3 separate regions of the Zea mays genome follow, and all the other regions are linked to region 1. The links are chromatin contacts, called in public Hi-C maps. All regions are on one chromosome and are shown on one strand. Each heading gives the region's core, a stretch centred on a gene start, on an enhancer-like site or on the middle of the called end of the contact. The rest is flanking DNA. Distances are from core to core; before and after follow the strand shown.

Region 1 (3,215 bases), core at 246-2,745:
TCTAAACTCATGAGTCAAACTCCTGAGAAAGCTACTTGCTAATAGGGTACAACCAGTTTTGCGTGTATCAATCATGGATTGCAGTATAAGCAATTATCTATTTTATATTTACTACAAGTGTTGTGCTCTGTGCTACCTAACTGATGCCCGCTGGTTCACTGGCTCATTTTGTGCTTCGTGCTACCTGACTCACTGACTCGCTAATCATTGATGCATGACAACAAGAGCTCAGTAAGGCCTTGTTCGTTTCTATCGGATTGCACCTGGAATCGTTCCAGCTAATCAAAGTTTATATAAACTAGAAAAACAATTCGGTTAGGAATCGTTCCGACCCACCAATCCGGTACAAACGAACAAGGCCTAAAGCTTATTTGGTTAGAGGGGGGTTGAATCCTCCAATCCACTTTTAACCAAACGAGCCCTAGTTTTTATTAAAATGCTATTTCTGTAGCCTATATATATTCCCTGTTTACCCCGTTTGACATGAAAAGAGGACGGCTCTCATGATCTCTATCTGGCGCCAGGGGGAAAAAACACGACAGTTTGCAGTCGCACAACGGCATCCAGATTTAGCAACAACAACCCCCCCCCCCCCCCCCCCCCCCAAAAAAAAATACTCGCCGAGTTATTCTTTCCACAAGACACGTGGGACCCCAGCCAGAAATGATTCACCATCCACGACAGCGCACGGCTTGACGGAGACGACGAATCTCTACTGTTCAAGCTTCCAAGCCCAAGCGACATTGCTCGATCCGGTCGAGCACAGCGACAGCCACCAGCGCATCGCGTGTGCCATCTACTACGACGACGACCGATCAATGCGGGCGCAAGCGAGGAGGGAGGAAGGGAGGAGAAGGCGCACGGACGCACCCAAACGTGGCGAACTGCGCCAGGAAGAACGGGTACTTCCGGAGCGGCACGAGCGCGAGCTTGTAGAGGACACGGTTCCCCGTGCCCATGGCGACGACCGCAGCCGCGGCGACGACCACCTCCATCCCGGCGCTCCTCCCTACGCCCGCGCTGCTAGTCCCCGCGACCTGCCCCGCCGCCGCGCACCTCGCCGCGTCCCTCCTGCCCGTGCCCAGGCCCAGACTCGTCCACGCGCGCGCCGACGCCCACGGGTCCGCCGCGATCCACAGCGCGTGCGGCAGCGCCTCCCTCCTCCGCAGCGGCAGCGCCGCCACGACAGCAGCGCGCGGCGCGGGGGAGCGGAGCTGCAGCGGGCGGTGCCGCGCCGCGGAGGGGCTGCACGTGACGGGGGACGGCGCCATCATCAGCGGGGTCGCGGCCTCGCGGTCGCGGGGTGGGTGGTGGGACGGGACCGCCTGCCTGCGCGGCGGAGTGGCGCAGTCGCTGCTGGGTCTTTTATATATGCGCTGGTGGTGGCCGGTGGCGGCGGAACTGTGGAAGGAATGAAATGGCGTGAGTGAGGGAGGGACGAAGAAGATTCCCGGGCGGGAGTGGAGGCGAAGGCGGGTGGTGCTGTTCTGCTTCGCCTCTGGCCCTCTGCTGCTTGTTGCGTTGCGCTCCGTCCCGGTTCTAGTGCCCGTTTACTTTTTATGTTTTGGTGGGTGGGTGGAGGGGGCGGCGCGGCCACGCGAACATTATTGGAGGGGGATTTCTTTCTTCTGTTTCAGGTTTTTTGTTTTCCACACGTGGCGTCATGAGATTAGTACTAGTGATTAGCCAAGCTTGTTTTTTTGTTTTCCAAGTTTTGGCTAATTTGAGTTGTCTCAACCTAACTAATGATGTAACAATTAGTTGGACTGTTTGAAAACCTTAATTATTATAGGTTCCAACAGGCTTAAGGCATGGTTCCAATTCTAGAGCTGATTATTAGTCAGCTAATAAGTTGTTATATGATTTTAGGTGAGTTGGAGCAGGTAACAACTAATAGCTATTTAAGAGGTATAACTAATAATTAGTTAGTCTAATGTCTGGCACGTTATAAACCTCTAAGTTAATTTTAGCTGCTAACAATTATCATAGGTTAGTTCTCAAACAGGCTTAAGACCTGGTTCTAATCCTAGAGCTAATTATTAATCAGCTAATAAGTTGTTATATGCTTTTAGCTGAGTTGGAGCAGGTAACAACTAATAGCTATTTAAGTTAAGAGGTATAAGTAACAATTAGTTGGTCTATTGTCTGACACGTTATAAACCTCTAAGCTAATTTTAGCGGCTATCAATTATCATAGGTTCTCAAACATGCTTAAGATCTGGTTCCATTCCTATAGTTAATTATTAGTCGGCTAATAAGTTGTTATATGGTTTCAGGTAACAATTAATAACTATTTAAGAGATATAGGCGACGATTAGCTGGTTTATTAGCTAACTCGTTCTAAACCTCTCAACTAATTTTAGTCGCTAAATATCAGTTTTAGAAGGTTGAAATATGGCCTAAGTAATATGTTGCTAACTATCTATTAGATGTTATTACCTGGGTTTTTTTTTGCCTAACCAGTAGACAGCTCATCTTTTGTTCGACAGGGAGAGGAGGTAGACGCACGCACCATATGGCCGGGCGGCACACGCTCGCGAGTCGCGAGTCGCGACCTGTTCTGGTGAGCTCGCGTCCGTTCCATGTCCTTGTCCCGCCGGGCCCAGGACAGCAACGCCAGCAGAACAGCAAAAAGAAAACACGCGCGCGCGCACACAGACAGAGACGCTGCTACTAGCTAGTGGGCAGTCGGCGACATGTGGGTACTGGCCTCTGGCCGGGGCCTGGCGGGAGCTATAGATGTCCAAACAGTGTGGGCCGCCTATTTGGCCCGTGGCACGGCACGAATTTAGCCCGGTCTAAACCCGGTCCGGCACGGTTGGTTACGAGCTCGGGCCGGCACGGCCCGTTTACCGGGTTGGGTATGGGCAGATACGGTGGCCCGCGTGCTTTGGCCCGGTCCGGCACGATAAATGGGTCGGCCCGACGGCGGCCCGTATATTTGACAACACAAGTGCAAGCAGCGCAGGCCCAATTCCATTAAATGGGCCGAAACCCTCTGCAAGTAGCGCAGGCCCGACGCTCGGCTCTCTGCATAACCCTAACCGGCTAACCCTATCCCCAACCGTCGACCCCGAGTCCCCATTCCCCAACCCCGACGCCCTCTCTGCTCTCGGTCTGACGGCGGCGGCGCCGTTTTCTCTCTGCCTTCCGCCCGACCGCCCCTCCCTGCTCGCCCTGCTCGTCGTCGTCGATCGTGCATCGTGCTCGCCCTC
Region 2 (3,414 bases), core at 728-3,227, 150 kb after region 1:
TCACCAAAATAGGTAGAAATGGCTATCTAGCCCATTTCCCTTTCACTTGGCCCCACCGAGCGGTAGGGCCATGCCGCCCTACCACCAAGCGCTAGGTGTCCTAACACACATTTTTAGAGCGACGAGGACCACTCCAAATTATATTTAGGTCTCTTCCGCCCCCATGGGGCGATAGGTACCTATAAATATTTTTTAGAAATTGTGATATAAAATTAAAGCTTTAATTATTTTGAAATAGAATAAGGAGAAAGTTACGCAACACTAGTTCCTGCTCTACGTTCGCCTCCACGTCAACCCGATGTGTTTATAAGTCTCCGCATGCTACATTCATCGCCTACCTTTCCTTATCCCTTCCATGGGCCACATAGGGATGGTAGTTAGGTGGGTAGTACATGGTGTATGGTTCACGAATCCATACCCGCGAGATAAAACCCAACCCATACCCATGCCCATCAGGTATCCACTACCCGACGGATACCAGTTACCCACTGGAGTCAGTCTATGATAGAAGAAGGTTTCAATTGTTGCCAAACTTCTAGGAGGCGACAACAAGGCGATGGTGGTTTCAGTGTACGACAGATGGGGCACACTATGTAATATTGAGGATGGGCGCGTGGTACAACGGGACTCAGAAGGATGGGGACACAACAATGAAGGATGGGCCCGGTGCAGCATGGAGGATGGGGGCACTGGACACAACATGGAGGATGGCGACACATGGTGGAAGATGGGGGCGATCGCATGAGGGTTTGCTTGGGCTCTCATCCATAGCCTATAGGCAGGTTAGGGTTGAATCTTCGAATAGGAATTTGGAATGCCTAAACTATCTAGATGACCCACATGTCAGATACCCATCAGGTGGTAGGTATGGATAGTACATATCCATTCTCTCGAGAAATTTACCCGTGGATACTACATTATACCCATACTCGTACCTATGGGGTAAGAAATTCTATCATATCAATGTGTGACACATAATTACCCACTAGTTAGTTGCTCGTGCATTGCCACTATTTCTATATATCATACGAGTAGACTATTTTAACGAGACACAAAAATATGTGTTCTATTGGTAGGTGGGTGTGAATATGGAGCAAACAACCAAGGTTCAAACAACAATTTGTGCACAATTAGTTTAAACGTGGGTTTAGAGCTAACAACCATGGTTCGAATCCCCATTTATACATAATTTTAGCGTCTTTGTAATTTAAATAAATGTGGGGGCACAACCACGATAAAAACCATGGAATTAGACAAACTGATGCTTTAATATAGTAGATATTAGATGATATAAAGATGGTTATTTACCTATACCAGTACCCACCGCCATCCCTAGGTCCACGCTAAAGGGGCCAAATATAAAGCTATTATAGAAAATACCTAATTTTATTCGTACACCTATATGTACTAGCATATACCTCGTGATAACGCTAAGATCCCACAGAGAGGGATTGACGGTGGCAGCGACGTGAGGGTAGTGGTTGAGTCGGTTGACGGTGGCGGCGTCACGTTTGAGGGGGATGCGAGGAGGCTGTGAGTGAGGGGGCACGGGAGAAGGGGAGGGATGATGAATTAGGAATGACCCAATATTCCAAATAATATTGTTAATTTGATTTAAGTGAGTGTGGGGTGATTTGGTTGGTGTGTTTTAAATTGGATTATATAGGGGTGTTTGAATGTACTAAAACTAATAGTTAGTTGGCTAAAAATTATTAGTGGAATTAGCTAACTAATAAATAGCTATCTAACTATTAATTAATTACTAAAAATAGCCGATAGCTAAACTATTAATAGGGTGTTTGAATGACTCAACTAATTTTAGTCACTAACTATTAACTCATAGTTACTCAATTTAGCCCAAAACAGAGAAAAAAAATCTTTCGAAATCCCAAACCCGCAGGACGGCCCACTAGGCGTCTTGGGCCGTTTGGCCAGAACACGCGGCCACCCAATCCTGCCCAGGTCCCAGGCGCCCCTCACACTCTGCTCATCTCTGCTTCGAACGTTCACGGAGACACGAGGCTGGAGGCTGCAGCGCTAACCCTAGCCGGCGTCGGCGGTGGCGGCCAGCGGGAGGGGAGCTGCCAAACGCCTAACCCTAACGGCTGCAGGCGGCTGGGCGCAAGGCATCCGTGGCCAGCGTGCCGCGCGCACGAGCGGACAGTTGCGGCGGCAGGGGCGCAGGGCGCGACCTCGGCGCGGTGGGCGCGGGCGCACCGCTGAGCAGGCTGTAGGGGGAGGTGGGATTGGATTTTTTTTGACGTGGAAGTTGGAATACTCAAGTTGGAAATTCTGCTCCTCCACTGCCGCCGCCGCTCGCCACGTGCTCGGGTCTAGACTCGTCGGTTTATTCGCCAGGTCTTCGTTGTGCCCTTCGCCGGCGACCAGCACGCACCAGGTAACCCCTCCGCTTGACCTCTTCACTTCCTGCCGCGCGAAACCGAGCACCCGAACCCTAGCTTAATCTATTTAGGTACGAAACCGAGCACCAGAACCCTAGCTTAATCTATTTAGGTACGAAACCGAGCACCAGAACCCTAACTTTTGGGTATGTGTATTTGTATCTGCCTAATTACAAGTTTATATAGGCAACATGTCTTATAATTTCGTTTGTTTTTGCAAAAGTTACTGGGTCACGCATGTCGTCTGCTGCTGCGGTGGACGAGATGGAGCTGGACGGCATTGAGCGGCACCGGGATAAGGAGAGGAGGGAGAGGCATAGGAGGGAGGAGAAGGATCACAATGGCAGTGGAAGAAGGGACAGGGAGAAAGAGAAGGACGACCGGAGAAGGGACAAGGATGATGGCAAGCATAGGGATAGGGATAGAGATAGGGAGAGAGACAGGGATAAGGATAGCAAGTACAGAGACCGGGATAAGGAGCCAGAGCGTGAACGTAACCGTGACCGTGACCGGGGCAAAGATCGGGAGCGGGAACCAGATCGGCAGCGTGACAAGGACCGTAGCAAAGACCGGGATAAAGAAGCAGAGCGTGATAAGGAAAGGGAGCGGAGGGACAGGGATAAGGAGAGAAGCCGCAATAGAGACAAGGACAAGGATAGGACGCAGAGGGAGGATAGGGATCACGAGAAGTCAAGGGTGAAGGGTCGTGGAGAAGACGAAGCAGATTTATCCAAGGGCGACAAGGGGGTTCAGAAGCAGAGAGTTGATGCCTCAGGGGATGCTGAGCAGCCCGCAGCAGATGAGCTCAGAGAGCGCATTGCAAGGTAACTACTTGGTCTTTTCTTCCTCATATGTTTCGATAGTATGTTGAGGAACTGTATGTTGTCATTTGCCTCAGCTTTCTGAATGATAGACAAACAGACACACACACACGCACGCACGCACGCGAAGCATGCGCGCATGAGGCCGTATCCTGTGCAATCTGCTAAGTTGTGCAAGCGTGCAATTACAT
Region 3 (3,041 bases), core at 256-2,755, 190 kb before region 1:
GGACTCGCAGAGGTCGGCAGGCATGGCGCCGTACAGTCCCGTGCTACGCAGGTCGAGCACCGTCAGGTTGCGGAGCAGGCCGAGCTCCGGCGGCAGCGGCGCGCGGAGGTCGTTGCGGGACAGGTTGAGGTACCGGAGCTTGAAGAAGAGCGACATCTCGGTGGGGATGCCGCCGGTGAGCTGGTTGCCGGAGAGGTCGAGCGACTGCAGCGTCTCCGCCAGCCTGGTGGAGCCCGAGGGCAGGACGCCCGAGAGCGCGTTCGACGACACGTCGAGCGTCTCGAGCCCGACGTCGAACAGAGCGTCCGGGATGCTGCCGCTGAGGTTGTTGTCCCTAAGATGCAGCTCGGCGAGCTTGGTGCACCCGGACATCGAGGCCGGGACGGCGCCGGAGAGCTGGTTCCTGGACAGGCTCAGGTACTTGAGCGCCTTGAGGTCGCCGAGCGAGTCCGGCAAGCTTCCGGTGAGAGCGTTGTCGGATAAGTCCAGGTGCTGCACCGCGGCCAGCTTGCCGAGCCACGCGGGGACGTCGCCGGAGAGACGGTTTCCGGACGCGGAGAGGTAGACCAGCGAGGCGAGCTGGCCGATGGAGTCGGGGAGGTGGCCGTCGAACGCGTTGGAGCTGAGGTCGATGGTGCTGAGGTGCGGGCACCGGCCGATGTCCGCCGGGACAGCGCCGAAGAAGCGGTTGCCACTGAGGCTGAGGGTCTTGAGGTTATGGAGCCTGGCAATGCCGTCAGTGACGGGGCCGGAGAAGAGGTTGTGGGACAGGTCGAGCGTGCGCAGGCGCTCGAGCGGCCAGAGCGCGCCCGCGAAGTCCGGCGAGCCGGAGAGCTGGTTGCCGGACACGTTGAGGTGGAGCAGGAGCGGGCTCCCGGACGCCAGCCCCTCCGGCACGGGCCCGGAGAACTGGTTGCCGGACAGCACGAGGAAGCGGAGCGTGCGCGGGAAGGCGGGCGGGAGCGGTCCCGAGAAGGCGTTGCCCGTGAGGTCGAGGTAGCGGAGGGAGGCGAGGCGCGCGACGTCGTCGGGGAGCGGGCCGGAGAAGGCGTTGTAGGAGAGGTCGAGGGAGCGGAGGGAGCCGAGGAGGGAGAGGCCCGGCGGGAGCGGGCCGGAGAGGTTGTTGCGGGCGAGGGAGAGGTCCTGGAGCGCGCCCAGGCGGTCGAGGCCCCGTGGCATGCGGCCGGACAGCGCCAGCCCGTCGAGGGCGAGGCGGAGCACGCGGGAGGTGGCCGGGTCGCACTCCACGCGCGCCCACCCGCACGGCGTCGCGTCCGACTCCGTCCACGTCGCCAGCGCACCTGTCGGGTCGGACAGCGCCGACTTGAACACTACCAGCCCCAGCACCTCCTCGTTCACCGCCATCGGCATGTCGGCCTTCGTCGCTGGTGGCGCGCCCCCAATGAGCAGCAGCAGGAGGAAGAGGAGGAGAGCAGGAGAGTTGGCGGCAGTAGTGGCGGCCATTTCTGAAGGCTGCAGCTGCGGGTGCAGAATGTTTCCGGGATGGGATAGATATGGTGGCGAACTGGCGATGACGGTGAATGGAAGTGGATGAGATCTAGTGGCACGGGGGAGGAGAAGTGGTACCGGTGCCGAGCTGTGTTTTGGGAGTGTAGTCCATCGGAGCCGCGGGGAAGGGCAGCCGGGCCGCGGGCGCGTCGCTGCATTGGATTGCCCGTGACTCGCGAAGGGAGGGGGGCGGGGGGTAGGTTTGGACACAAGGAAAGCAACAAAGGACTTCACGTTCTCCGGTCCCGGCCAGGTCCTCGGGTTTGCCATGGCCATGGCCGCCCATGGCCATGCCCCGGTTCTCTGCCGCTGGGCGGTGGGGTCGCCGGAGGAATCTAGCTCGCCGGAACACGACACCGCACGGCGATTGAGACGACGACGACGCGCGCGCGCACAAGCTGTCTACTGGAGTACTATTCTGCAGCTGTGGAAAGGGAATGATAGTGTGTTAAAGAATCATATGCGCCGGCCGTTTCCATACTCGGCCTTCAATTCACGCAGCAGAACAAAAGGCAGCCGCCAGAATCACGTCGAAAGGTACTCAGCTTTTTTTTGTTAATCCTGATCACGGATTCAAAACGCGTGGCCGATCGCCCCCATGCCCAAGCGGGCAGCAGGCAGTAGGCAGGAACCCATCCATCTGGCCGTCACAGGACGGGAGGACGAGCAGCAGAGGCTGCCCCAGTCCATGACTCCATTCGTCAGTTCAGTGAGTTACCACCAGTATGGAAGCTGAAAAGGGTATCCGCCTAAAGTGCCCAGATCCGCATGACTGCAAAGCTGTACCAGAACAGCTACAGAAGCTGCCATCTCGTCGTGTATGGCTCGCGGATTATTTCTTTCAGATCACGGGGGCACATCACATGTATACGTGCATACGTTGGCGTTGTATTATTCAACATGTCCAGTCGTTATCATCCATCCATATTCTATACATCTATCTATACCTCACATCTAACGCACGCAACCTTTGTATATAGGCAAGTATGGAACGGTAAAGGTGAGAGCACCCTGGAGTAGCTACAGTTATTCCTGTTGAGAATTCCCAGCTTGAATTCTGGCACCGGGCTGAAATATAACTGAACAGCTGTTGCATCAATCACGCGGGCCGTCAAATGACTGGGATTTCCTCAAGTTCCAGTGGAGACCCTCATGGATGCTGCGGAGGAAATCGGTCGTCGAGTCCACCAGGCAGGCTGTGGGCACGGGCCAGGGAGAAATGCTGCAGATCAGGGCGTCACCGGGCGACAGCTGCTGTCGGTCTTTGCCGTCGAAGGATGCCCAGGCATTGCCCCTGCTGTTGAACGGCACTTGAACGCGGAGGGTCACGTATTCAGGCAGAATCAAAGGTCTGAATGACAGAGAGTGCGGGCAGATTGGGGTGAAAAGGATCCCTGGGACCTGCAAACGCCGGCTAGACATTAGAAACCAAACTGCAGGATGGACAGGTAATGCTGCTTGCTGAGCCGCTTGTAAATCGATTGGGGCCGTACCTGAGGATGAACCATGGACCCTCCAGCTGCTAATGAATA

Evidence for each region. A called contact is a pair of places that touch in the nucleus more often than the background predicts.
Region 2: a Hi-C map of leaf shows a contact between it and region 1, with 8 times the contacts expected there. The contact joins the promoter of LOC100502327 here to the promoter of LOC100272467 in region 1. A contact is called at or near these places in 6 of 25 Hi-C or Micro-C datasets (ear, leaf, root tip and 1 more) and 1 of 3 datasets of contacts at active chromatin or transcription factors (seedling).
Region 3: a Hi-C map of seedling shows a contact between it and region 1, with 8 times the contacts expected there. The contact joins the promoter of LOC100216746 here to the promoter of LOC100272467 in region 1. A contact is called at or near these places in 11 of 25 Hi-C or Micro-C datasets (bundle sheath, ear, leaf and 4 more) and 1 of 3 datasets of contacts at active chromatin or transcription factors (leaf).

Annotation. Positions count from the first base shown.
Region 1 is chr3:149,666,125-149,669,339 of Zm-B73-REFERENCE-NAM-5.0, forward strand. It overlaps LOC100272467, which reads right to left and starts at 1,496. Exons shown (of 10, transcript NM_001146939.1): 1 at 871-1,496. The coding sequence starts at 1,274.
Region 2 is chr3:149,819,064-149,822,477 of Zm-B73-REFERENCE-NAM-5.0, forward strand. LOC100502327 (SART-1 family protein DOT2) reads left to right here and starts at 1,978. Exons shown (of 13, transcript NM_001323905.1): 1 at 1,978-2,398; 2 at 2,626-3,226. The coding sequence starts at 2,640.
Region 3 is chr3:149,480,498-149,483,538 of Zm-B73-REFERENCE-NAM-5.0, forward strand. It overlaps LOC100216746 (putative inactive leucine-rich repeat receptor-like protein kinase), which reads right to left and starts at 1,506. Exons shown (of 2, transcript NM_001317367.1): 1 at 1-1,506. The coding sequence starts at 1,464. LOC100285591 (NAD kinase 1) reads right to left here. Exons shown (of 11, transcript NM_001158482.2): 10 at 3,003-3,041; 11 at 2,329-2,910. The coding sequence ends at 2,605.